2 separate regions of the Mus musculus genome follow, and region 1 is linked to region 2. Evidence: chromatin contacts called from public promoter capture Hi-C data. All regions are on one chromosome and are shown on one strand. The core of a region is the stretch at or near the end of the contact, and the rest is flanking DNA. Distances in the headings are between cores, read along the strand shown. Region 1 holds the start of H2bl1 (H2B.L histone variant 1). Region 2 holds the start of Tnpo1 (transportin 1).

Evidence for each region. Capture Hi-C pulls out chosen DNA fragments and counts their contacts.
Region 1: a promoter capture Hi-C map of adipose tissue shows a contact between it and region 2. The contact joins the promoter of H2bl1 here to the promoter of Tnpo1 in region 2. A contact is called at or near these places in 6 of 39 promoter capture datasets (the C10 cell line, embryonic stem cells, epiblast stem cells and 1 more), 8 of 484 Hi-C or Micro-C datasets (conventional dendritic cells, embryonic stem cells, morula and 1 more), 11 of 115 datasets of contacts at active chromatin or transcription factors (bone marrow-derived macrophages, embryonic stem cells, pro-B cells and 1 more) and 4 of 9 other capture datasets (adipose tissue, embryonic tail, liver and 1 more).

Annotation. Positions count from the first base shown.
Region 1 is chr13:98,980,810-98,986,795 of GRCm38.p6, forward strand. It overlaps H2bl1 (H2B.L histone variant 1), which reads right to left and starts at 3,756. Exons shown (of 1, transcript NM_027064.1): 1 at 3,281-3,756. The coding sequence starts at 3,707. The coding sequence ends at 3,336.
Region 2 is chr13:98,924,164-98,929,990 of GRCm38.p6, forward strand. It overlaps Tnpo1 (transportin 1), which reads right to left and starts at 2,221. Exons shown (of 24, transcript NM_178716.3): 1 at 2,088-2,221. The coding sequence starts at 2,102. It overlaps Gm52051 (translation initiation factor IF-2-like), which reads left to right and starts at 249. Exons shown (of 2, transcript XR_003950643.1): 1 at 249-3,243; 2 at 4,870-4,998.

The sequences.
Region 1 (5,986 bases), core at 2,506-5,005, 58 kb after region 2:
TAGCTCTGGCTGTCCTGGAACTCATTTTGTAGACCAGGCTGGCCTTGAACTCAGAAATCCTCCTGCCTCTGCCTCCCAAGTGCTGGGATTAAAGGTGTGTGCCACCACGCCCAGCAAAAGACAGCATTTTCAACAAATGGTCCTGGTTCAACTGGAGGTCAACTAGTAGAATACAAATTGATCTGTTCTTATCTCTTTGATCAAAGCTCAAGTTCAAGTGGGTTAAGGACCTCCACATAAAACCAGATACACTGAATCTTTTTTTTTTAAATCTTATCTTTTTTTTTTTTTTTTTTTTTTTTAAAGACAGGGTTTCTCTCAGGTAGCCCTGGCTGTCCTGGAACTCACTCTGCAGACCAGGCTGGTCTTGAACTCAGAAATCCGCCTGCCTCTGCCTCCTGAGTGCTGGGATTAAAGGCGTGCACCACCAACACCCGACTCAGATACACTGAATGTAATAGAAGAGAAAGTGGGAAAGAGCCTTGAACACATGTGGGGGAGGGGGTATTTCCTGAACAGAATGCCAATAGCTCAGGCTCTACGATCAGGAATTGACAAATGGGACCTCATAAAATTGAAAAGCTTGCAGTAAGGCAAAGGACACTGTCAACAGGACGAAATGGCAACCCACAAATTGGGAAAAGATCTTTACCAATCCTACACGCGATAGAGGGCTAATATCCAATATATACAAAGAACTCAAAGAAGTTAGACTCCAGAGAACCAAGTGACCCTATTTAAAAATGGGGTACATAGCTAAACAAAGAATTCTCAACTGAGGAATACCAAATGGTTGAGAAGCACCAAAGAAATGTTCAATATCCTTAGTTATCAGGGAAATGCAAATCAAAACGACCCTGAGATTCCACCTCACACCAGTCAGAATGGCTAAGATAAAAAAAACTCCAGCAGCAGCAGATGCTGGTGAGGATGTGGAGAAGACACTCCTCCATTGCTGGTGGGACCGCAAGCAGGTACAACCATGTGGAAGTCAGTCTGGTGGTTCCTCGTAAAATTGGAAGTCGTTTTACCTGAAGACGTAGCTATACCATTGCAGGGAATATACCCAAAAGATGCTCCAACATATAACAGTGAGCTCTTTTCAAAATCAATTAATGGGGGCTGGAGAGATGGCTCAGTGGTTAAGAGCACTGACTGTTCTTCCAAAGGTCATGAGTTCAAATCCCAGCAACCACATAGTGGCTCACAACCATCCATTATGAGATCTAACACTCCCTTCTGGTACATCTGAAGACAGTGACAGTGTAACAGTGTGTACTTAGGTATAATAATAAAATAGATCTTTAAATCAATTAATATACTTACTTTTAGGTATTTATTATATCATCAGGTAGCTTGGTGTTGTTATGCAAACATAACACACCATGCTTGCACAAACTAGATGATAAGGCTTCTTGCACCCAGGCTGCAGACCTGTACAGGACACTACTGTGTTGTACCTTGCAAGCCATTATAACACAAAGGTAAGTAGGTGCTTGTGAATCTAAACATAGAAAAGAGTACAGTAAAAAATAGTGTGAATAGGAACGAACAGCTGTACTGTGATATCAGGGGCCCGCCATCACAAGCAGGGCTGGCCACTGGCTACAATAACACACGGTAGGGCTTGAATGCTCTTTAGGCTTCCTGGGTCATGTTAGGGATATTTTGGTGCTTGTTTTTCTTGAACATCTGCACACAAAAGTAGAAGACTCACTTAGTGCTGTGGTGAATGCACACACACACACACACACACACACACGTATATTATATGTATATGTATGTGTATGTATACATATGTATATATAATCTTTGCATATGGGATTGGCTTAGAAGTTGAGATTTTCTGACCCTCTCCCTCTTAGACCTCAGGGCCTTTCTGTCTGTCACTGAGCTGTGAGTCTGCTGAGATGGTTCCCAGGTAGCTGGAATGGCTGATGAAGATCAGCTTTAAGTAGCTCATCCTCTCCGTGTACACCCTGGTTAGCTGAGTAGGGCCTGTACAGGGGTTTTCAGGAACTCTGACAAGTTAGATTCAGAAGCAAAGGAACCCAGGAGAAACAGAATGTATCCTGGGCACCCATCAGGGAAGGCCTCCTCCTTTAGAGTGGCTTCAGTTCCAACCTCTGAAGAAACATAAAAACAAGCAATTTCTTTTTATTTTGCCTTGTGGAAATTTATGTGTCTCTTATAACCAGAAAGAAGAAGAAGAAAAAAAACCCCACATTTCTGTAGTCTGCTACAAACATCTCTTCTTTGGAAGATGAGCCAGCAGCACCTAGGAAAAACTGAGTCCAGGACACCAAGGGCTCAGGAATCCTGCTCTCAAGGTCTTTCCCCAGAAGAGCTCTTGAGGGAGATTGTTCACACTGTGTCGCCTGGTCTCCCTGGCAAGCCTGGTATATGCTCAAACCCAGCCCTGCCAAACCCACCCACCAGGATAACCTCAAGCACGTGATGGGTTCTCAGTGCCTGCTTTCATCCTCCATGGCCTGAGGATAATGATTTAATCCTTACAGAGTTTTGTGGGGTTAAGTAAATTAATATGTGTAGGGTGTGATCAGCTGGGTTATGTTTCTGTGACTGTGGCAACTCTACTAGTGAAAAACAAGTCACTCTAGACCTCTCTCAGGAAAGGGCATATGACAAGTTGTGACAGTGTGGCATCCTAGATAGAACAGGCGTGTAAGCAACCCAGATCTACATTCATCTGCAGGCAGGAACCTAAGAAATAGTGTAGAGAGAGAAACATATGCGCTATGAACTTGTGCTTGCAATACAAACAAAACGGAACTTCTGGCTTAGGGATACATAGATAGCAAAGGACAAAGACAATCCAAAGAATGGGGGTGGGGAGTTGGGAGTGGGCTCAGGCTAGCAGGTAGGGAGATGGAATTGGGAAAAAGCTTCATTATCTTTAGAAAGATCTTATACTTAATAAAATGACCGAGCATGTTGGCACTGGTCTACATAACAAATTTCAGGCCAGGACTACACAGTGAGACTCTGTCTCAAAAAGAAAAATAAAAACTAAACTTAATAAATTGGGTGGAAGTTCATGGAAGAACGGGGGTTGGAGGGATGGTTCGGCTGTTAAGAGCAGTGGCTGCTCTTCCAGAGGGTCTGGGTTAGGGTCCCAACATCCACATGTAGACTCCAACTACCTGTAACTCCAGTTCCAGGGGACCCAATGTCCGCTTCTGCCTTCTCAGGTACCAGGCAAAACATCCTATACATGTAAAATAGAGTACAATAAATAAGTGACTCTAAGCAAGGTTATGGCCAATTTCATTTACTTTCCCCAAGTTTCAATTAGGCTTGAACATGGATGGAGCTTAGGAATGAATGAATCTGTGGACGGCTTTACTTCCAAAAGTCACAGCAAGCGTAGCCAGCTTCTTCGGCAACAGCAGATGCACTGCCTGCTGGATATCTCCTGGGGTGAGGGTACAGCGCTTTCTGAGGAACATCTGCTGGCAGGCTTCCGTAGCAATGCGTTCGAAGATGTCATTGATGAGGATGTTCATGATGTCCACAGAATAGGATGATATACCCCTGTTAGGGACAACTTCCTTCAGGACTCTGTTTATGTAAAGGGAGTAATTTCCATGGCCCAAATTGATGCTAGAGCAACGTGAGTGCTTTCTATACAATGGTCTTAGATGTCTTTTGATGTAGCATTGTCTTTTGAAGGTGGGCTTGGCCATTGTAGATGTTGTTTCTCCTTGTCCTTTAGGAATGGAGAGGAGAAGGGCCAGAGGATGTCGGTTGGCTGTCCTACTTATAGTGATGTGTCACAGTCATGTTACCAGAGCTCCTCTCTGATTGGTACTTACTTTCCTATGTCACAGACACATAGCAACAGAGCCTCCGACCTGTTGCTGAGGAGAAAGTGGCTCCCCTTGGGCTCTCCTCAGAGTGGGAGGGTAGTACAAGGACTGAGGCCAACCTCAAGCTGAGAAGGAGAGTGTTCAGGCTCTCTGCTTTTTATTCCATAGTAATTTGCAACCATCCTATACAATTTAATCAGAACTGAACAAAAGCTTGCCAAAGTCGGTGGTTGGTATAACAATAGGAAAACAAAACAAAAACAATGTTAGCTTTTTGTGTGTGTAAGTCATTACTTACACAAACATGCATAAACTCATATAATAACCATTGGGCAAAGGTGCTGGTCACCAAACCTAAACATTTAAGTTTGATCCCCAAGACCTATAGTAGAAGGAGAGAGCCAACTTCTGAAAGTTGTCCTGACTCCCAAGCATATGCCATGACACACAGGTACTCTCTCTCTCTCTCTCTCTCTCTCTCTCTCTCTCTCTCTCTCTCTTTCTCTCTCTCACACACACACACACACACACACACACACACACACACACATCTCTCTTTGTCTCATACACACAGAAGTAAACATAACAAAACCAAAATAGCAACAACCTATTTGAGACCTTTATTTAGCCAATGAAGTCTAGTACTTAGCAGATAAAACAGCAAGGCTTCCACATTGCACCTCACACATGCTGACCCCAAGTGGGGAAATCTTGACTGCATAGTTTGTGGTAGTGGGAGACCATATTCCCAGTCCTCCCTCTAAAAAGAGTCGACCATTTCATTTTCATGATGTTGGCTCCTTAGGAGCCAACTGAAGAATTCAAAACTCCCATCTCTTATTGTTTAGATTATGATATGAACTGTGTTCATTAACCTTCTACAATGAGAACATCATTCTTGTATATTTTATAGCCTTAGTGACACAGTTTGCTGTTGCTTGATATTGTAGCTCTGTCATTAGCCCAAAGACACTTTGTTGGGTCATTCTTGCCATGTGTCATGTTGGTATTCATTTAAGAAATCCTCATATGCTTTCTTAATCAAATCTACCCTTGAGTAAAATAAAAAAGAAGTAACTATGACAATAACTCATGAGCATTTCAATTATTCATGATGGCCACTGCTATTAATAGTCTCATTAAATGTCCTTCGAAATGAGTTTCTGCCCTAGGAAGGCAGAGAGCTGTGTGTAGCTTCCAGAAAGCTGTTTCTCCTCTGTTTCTTCTACTTAAATATAGGAGGGAAGACAGTATGATGGCAAGTAACTTTAAATTAGCTCTAATTTCTTTTTTTTTCTTCTCCCACCCTCCAGAACCCTGCCTCTAATTTCTTTAAAAAAAATATGTGTGTGTGGATGTCTGCTGGTATGTATGTGCGTACACCATATTCATGTCCCTGGTGCCCGAGGAAGCCAGAAGAGGATATTGGATCACCTGAACTGGAGTCACAGATGGTTGTGAGCTGCCACATAGGTGCTGGAAATCAAACATATGTCCTCTTGAAGAGCAGCCAGTGCTCTAAACTGCTCTTCCATCTTTTCAGCCCCTGGCTCTAATTCCTGAAGATGGCAGGCCTTTTGTGCAAATGTGAACGCCATGCGACTCCCTCACTGTCTCAGCCATCCTTCCTCCCACTGAAAGACCCCCGACGTGGGTAGTCAATCAATCTGAGGAGACCCTCTCAAGGACCAGCGAGACCACGATTCGGATGCAAACAGCAAGAGGCTTTATTGGGAACACGGGTACCCGGGCGACGCAGTCTATCGGAGGACTGGCGCGCCGAGTGTGGAGTTTTTACCCTTTTTATAGGGCTGGGGCTGGGGAGCAAAAAGCGCGGTTACAGAAGCGAGAAGCGAGCTGGTTGGTTAGTTTGAATAAGGCTTGGGGTATTTCTCGGTCATTTGGGGAAACTGAGGTGGGACTTTTTAGTTCTAAACAATGTCTATTTTCAAGAAATGGGTATGGGAGGGGTACGAGGAAAGGGTCTAATGAAGGTTCAACAATGGGCACACACCTGGTCAGAACATTGGCAGACACACAGGTTCAAGGAGTGGCCAGAGCACTGTGCACCTCTATTTTTCTAAATCAGTGAAGCTAGTTCTGCTAACACTGACGTCTGAGAGCCATCTGTTCTTGGCCCTGAGCCGGGGCCCAGG
Region 2 (5,827 bases), core at 971-3,470:
ACAGTCCACCCACTCTCACAAACCTCTGTCCAACAGTGAATACACTCCTCTAACCTGCTAGAGCCTTACTAACACTAGCCAAGCAGGACCTCATCTTGTGAGAAGTTTCCTTTTGGAAGGTGCACTGTCCTCCGTGATTCTGAAATCACCAGTTACACTCTAGTTCAGCTCTCTCAATCTCTGCACGTAAGCATTTGGGGGGGGTGGGGAGGGCCAAATCTTTGGCATCTTATACCACATTCTTTTCTTTCTTTCCTGGTTTGTTTGTTTTTGGAGACAGAGTTTCTCAGTGGAGCCCTGGCTGTCCTGGAACTCAGAGATCTGCCTGCCTCTGCCTCCAAAGGCAGTCCGCATGCTGTCACCTTCCTCTCTTTCATTTATTCTGGTTACATTTACTTCATGTGGAACTTGACTTGGCTTCCTTAGAACCTGATTTCTTTTCAAAAAAAAAAGCTTGCCAATATGGCTAACAAACACAAGAAATTCCTCTAAATATAGCACATGTTCACATTTCAACACAATTTAAGAAAACTGAATGCACACAATCACTTTAACATAAGTAAAAAAAAATAGTCATAAAACAATGACTATAACAATTATTGATACTGGAAATAGTCACAGCTAGGATCTTTTTTTTTTTTAAGATAAAATTCTATCCTGTTGCTATTATATAATGGCAAAAAGGCACAGCTAGGATCTTTTTTTTTTTTTAAGATAAAATTCTATCCTGTTGCTATTATATAATGGCAAAAAGGCTTTTAGGAATGGAGGGAGAAATACAAAAATATTTTCTATAGGTCTTTCAGTGGGAGGAATTCAGTAATTTCTGGCCAGGGCAGGATGGAAAAGCACATGGCTAATGGAAGGCCGAGGCCCTCTTCAGAAAGGGAAGACGAACCACTCACAGTGCAGTAGGTGTACACGGACTCAAGTAAAAGCTGAATTGCCAAACCACTATTCACCCACACACGGCAAGTGTCAAGGAGTTTAAAATAAATCGGCCACCTCTAAAGTAGTATTTTTCCTTTGCACTTGCAAATTTCCACATAGACCAGCCATTCTCTAGAACCAGGACGGAGGGTTACAGGACAGTAACAAGGATCACTTCTCACCAACTACAAACCATCCACTTACTTCATTAGCACACTTTCTTACCACACTTAAGTGAAAGTTTCGATAGGGAAACTCAAAACCCAGCAGGTACTTTTGGTATCCTAAAGATGAACACGTCTGAGCGTGCACATTGCAGACAGACAGGTCAGTTCCAAATACTGATTTCACCGAATATTTTGCATTTAAGGAGCGTCTTCTCTTTAGGGGGGAAAAGCATTGCTTACGTACTCATTGAAGCCATCACTGTTTTTCGAACAGGACATACTAAGCTTCTTAATACAATCTCCCCAACTAGTGGACAGCCTCTGACTTCGTTTCTACAGTTAACAGCTGATTCGCGACTGGCGTAACAAAGTGAAACTGTAAACAATCCCTGCAAACCCCACGTGATTAAAAAAAATTAAGCCCCGCGAGATCATTTCTAAGAGGAAGAAAGCCTTTCTAAAGCCAGTTTGATTGTGGTGGCGGGTCTGTTCCTCGGCGGCCCTTCCCCGTGGCGTGGGCAGACAGAGGCAGACGTGCAAAACCCACAAACCTAAGCAAAACCCGTAGTTACAAACATTAAAATTATGTTCACAGGTCGCGAGGCCAGCAGGCCCTCGGGGGAGACGGATCAGCTGGCTGCAGAAACCGGAGTGTGCGAGGCTCCGGGACAAAGACCGGCGACCTCGGGCCCTCGCACCGTGCGGCCTGACGGGCATCGCAGCGGCTCGGCCCGCCAGCCTCCCGCCACCCCCAGGACCGACCTCCCGCTCCTGGGGCGCCGCCTGCCCTGTCCGGGACCCGCAGGGCGCCCGGGACCGCAGCTGTTGGGCTTAGAACCGCGCCGTCGCCGGCGGGCTCCAAACGGCCAGGCCCCGTCCGAGAGGGCGGACAGCGGAGCGCGGTCCCCTCGGCGCGGCGGCCGGTCGGAGCTCGCTCGGGCCGCTTCCCACCCGCCTCCGCCCTGGCCACGCACCCTCACGCCAACCTACCCGGTCCCACACCATCCCAGAGGCCTCCGGCGCTCGGGCCTTTCTGCCGAAGCGGCGCTGCCTCCCGTCCGGGGCCTGAAATGGCTGCGGAACAAAGAGAATCCGGGCTCCGGCGAGCGCCGGTCCGATTGGCCGGGGGGCGGAGCCCGGCGCGGGAATCTTCGGCGGCGGTCGCCTTGGCAACGGCGACGGGGCTGGGAAAACTGCGGCCTGGGCCTGCTGGCCTGCGTCGGGAAGGCGGGCGGGCGGGCGGCGCGCCCCAGCGGTTTTCACCAAGCGGGGTCCCGGGGTCGACGCCTCGGCCCCGTGCCCGCCTCACACCCCCTCGCGCCCACTGCAGCCCCCACAAGCCAGCCTGGGGCTCAGTCGCGGCCTCCGCTGCCCAGCCCGTTGAGTGTGAACGCCCAGATGCACGGCCCTTCCGGCGGCAGGTGACGTGCGTGCCCGGAGTGCACTCGTGTCCCCCCCGGGAGACCGCCGAGCCCAGAGCCCGGCGACACCCACCAGGCCGCTCGTCCCACAGTCGAACTGTTACAGCTTTCCTGGGACAAGGCAGAAGGGTGTGGGCGGACGGCGGCCCCCTTGATAACACAGGGGCTTCTGAAATGTGCTGATGTAGCACGAAACTACCATATAAAACCAAATGAAATGATTTAGAAAATTAGGTTTACATCTCTAGGTATGTTTCTACTATAAAGCTAGTTCCCTGAGCTTGGAGATAATAAGCTCTCCTCTCTCCTTATACAGCCACCACCAGAGAGGTACTGTAACTTCAAGCTGAAAGTGTTTTAAAATGGGAGAGGTAGGCACTTTTCAAGCCAGTTGCAATAATGGTAATGAAGAGAGGTGAATTGTTCTTCCCAGTGGTAGCACACGCTTTTAATCCCAGCACTTGGGAGGCAGAGTCAGGCAGACTTCTGAGTTCAAGGCCAGCCAGGGCTATACTGAGAAACCCGGTCTTGGAAGAATCGTTCTTCCCTGCCTGGTTATTTTTACACAAACTTACCACGTATGAGTATTTTAAATATGCACAGCAAGGTGGTCCTTTTTTCTGAGTGAGTGGCCAGCGAGAATTATCTTCACATCAGTGCTTTCAACTGCCTTAGTGTTACATACTTCTTGTTTAGGCAGTGATTGCTCTCCATACACTTTACAGGTAAAATTATTGTACCTAATTCTTGAAAAATGCTAAATATTTACAACTTATTTATTAAGAAGCTTAAAAATCTTCACTTGTAATACTTTTTAGTGTTACAATTAGCTTAACTCAAAGTTTGAGACTAAAAGATGGTTTTTATCATCAGAAAGCTGAAAATTGAAAGGGAAAATATTTAAAATTACTAAAATATGGCCAGGCATGGCAGCCCACACTTTTAGTCCCATCACTCCAGAGGCAGAGGCAGACAGATTGCTGAGTTCCAGGCCAGCCTGGCCTACACAGAGAAACTTTGTCTCTATCAAATAAAATAAACATTTTTAAATGTTGATTTAATAGAAGTTAGATAGAGTAGTGTTCTTGGAAAGGAATTTTCTAAGAAGGAATATGTCCTAAGAAAAACAATTTAATGTAAACCTTCCTCCAGAGCAGTTTGGTGAGTCTGCAAAAAAATTTACTGCAAGGAAAAATGTAAACAGGTCTTATTTTATACTTAAAAGCTTTCATTGTAGAGTAGAGACTTGTAAAAATCAGATGATTGTGTGATTGTGGTAACTGAATCTTACATTGCTGGAGATTTAAAAAATAAAATAGCATTAAAATCTATAAGATTAGGGGCTGGGAAAATGGTTCAGAGGGTAACAGCCTTTGTTTTTGCAGAGGACCTGGGTTTTAGTCTCCAACCATGAGGTAGCTCATAACCGTTCATAATTCCAGTTCCAGGGGTCCAATGCCCTGCTGACCTCCACAGACACTAGGCATTCCCATGATGTGCGTGGCAGCAAAGCACTCATACACATAAATAAAACTAAAGATGAGCAACTAAGGATTGTTGTAGGACCTACACCAAGCAATGAAGAAGAATTTACCTAAATACTACTTTGGGAATAAACAAAGCTAACTGGAAGGAGGAAGGATTGAATATTAATTAGTATATATAAAAGGATTTATTCCCTTGAATTCTTTTTAAAGAAAAACATTTTTTTTTTGGTATTTTATTTTTGGTACTTTTTGGTATTAAAGGTATGTGTTACCACCACCCCACATGAATTTTTCTTTAGGCAGGGCATGGTGGCGCACACCTTTAATCCCAGCACTTGGGAGGCAGAGGCAGGCGGATTTCTGAGTTCAAGGCCAGCCTGGTCTACAAAGTGAGTTCCAGGACAGCCAGGGCTACACAGAGAAATCCTGTCTCGAAAACAACAACAAAAAATTCTTGGTTATTAGATATTATAAAGTTGAGATGGGGCTGGAGAGATGACTCAGTGGTTAAGAGCACTGATTGCTCTTCCAGAGGACCTGAGTTCAATTCCCAGCAACCACATGGTGACTCACAACCATCTGTAATGGGATCCGAAGCCCTCTTCTGGTGTGTCTGAAGAGAGTGACAGTGTACTCACATACATAAAATAAATAAATCTTTTTTTAAAAATTGGGATGAGATAATCTAAGAATCTATTCTTTCATTGGATTGAAATGAGAATGTGACTATACAGAGATTCTGGGTAGAGATGCTTTAAATAAGTGATCTTTGACTCTGATCTTAAGCTAAAACTACTCTTACTCATCTTAAGGCTTATGACCATATGTGATTTAATTTTTCTTTTCTGCTATTTTTTTCCTTAGTGTACAGGATACCAGCTACTGCGTGATGTTTCCTCTTTACGTTTCATGTGGTGAAACTCTGCAGACATGTTGGCATTTTTCAATGACATATACTGAAATTTAAGATGGTAATAAACTTTGCTTTTAACCTTAAAACCTTTCTGTTCTTTAGTTAGTTCCTCTTTTTTTTTTTTTTTTTTTTTTTTTTTTTTTTTTGGTTTTTGGAGACAGGGTTTCTCTGTGTAACCCTGGCTGTCCTGGAACTCACTCTGTAGACCAGGCTGGCATTGAACTCAGAAATCCGCCTGCCTCTGCCTCCCGAGTGCTGGGATTAAAGGCATGCACCACCACGCCCGGCTTAGATTATTTTTAAATTACAATATATTTAATAAACATATTTTATAGCAAATATATTAAGTATTTAATAATTATTAGCACAATTATTTTATTAATTATTAGTAATAAATCATTACTAATGCTACATAGAAGCTCACTAAGATAGAGCTGGAGTAGTACCTGAAGTAGGCAAGCTTTAAAATAGAGTACTTCTCAGAACCATTTTTCAGTTGTGCCCCTGGAAAGACACTGTTGTCTTACCCAACCTTCTTTCCTTCTTAACTCTTGATTCTGTTTAGCACTACACAGTTTAAGGAATTGTCTTCTGCTTTGAAACATCTCCAGATTAACATTAAGGAAAATCTTTTTAAAGAAATAATTTAGGAGAATGTAAATGCTGCAGGGACAGTTATAGTACATTCAGCAATATGTAAATAATCTATAGGCATTTCTTACTTAAAGCAAACCCTTACATAAGGCTTTAATTTATAAAATGATAAATTAAGAAGTTATTTTTAACTGGGGAAGGATTAACTTTAAATTCCTTGAGCTATTAATAACTCCTAGCAATTAAAACATAATTCTATTTATAAAAAGGGCCTACTTAGGCTCCTGCTCCTGGGAAGATGCAGAAGGCACAGTG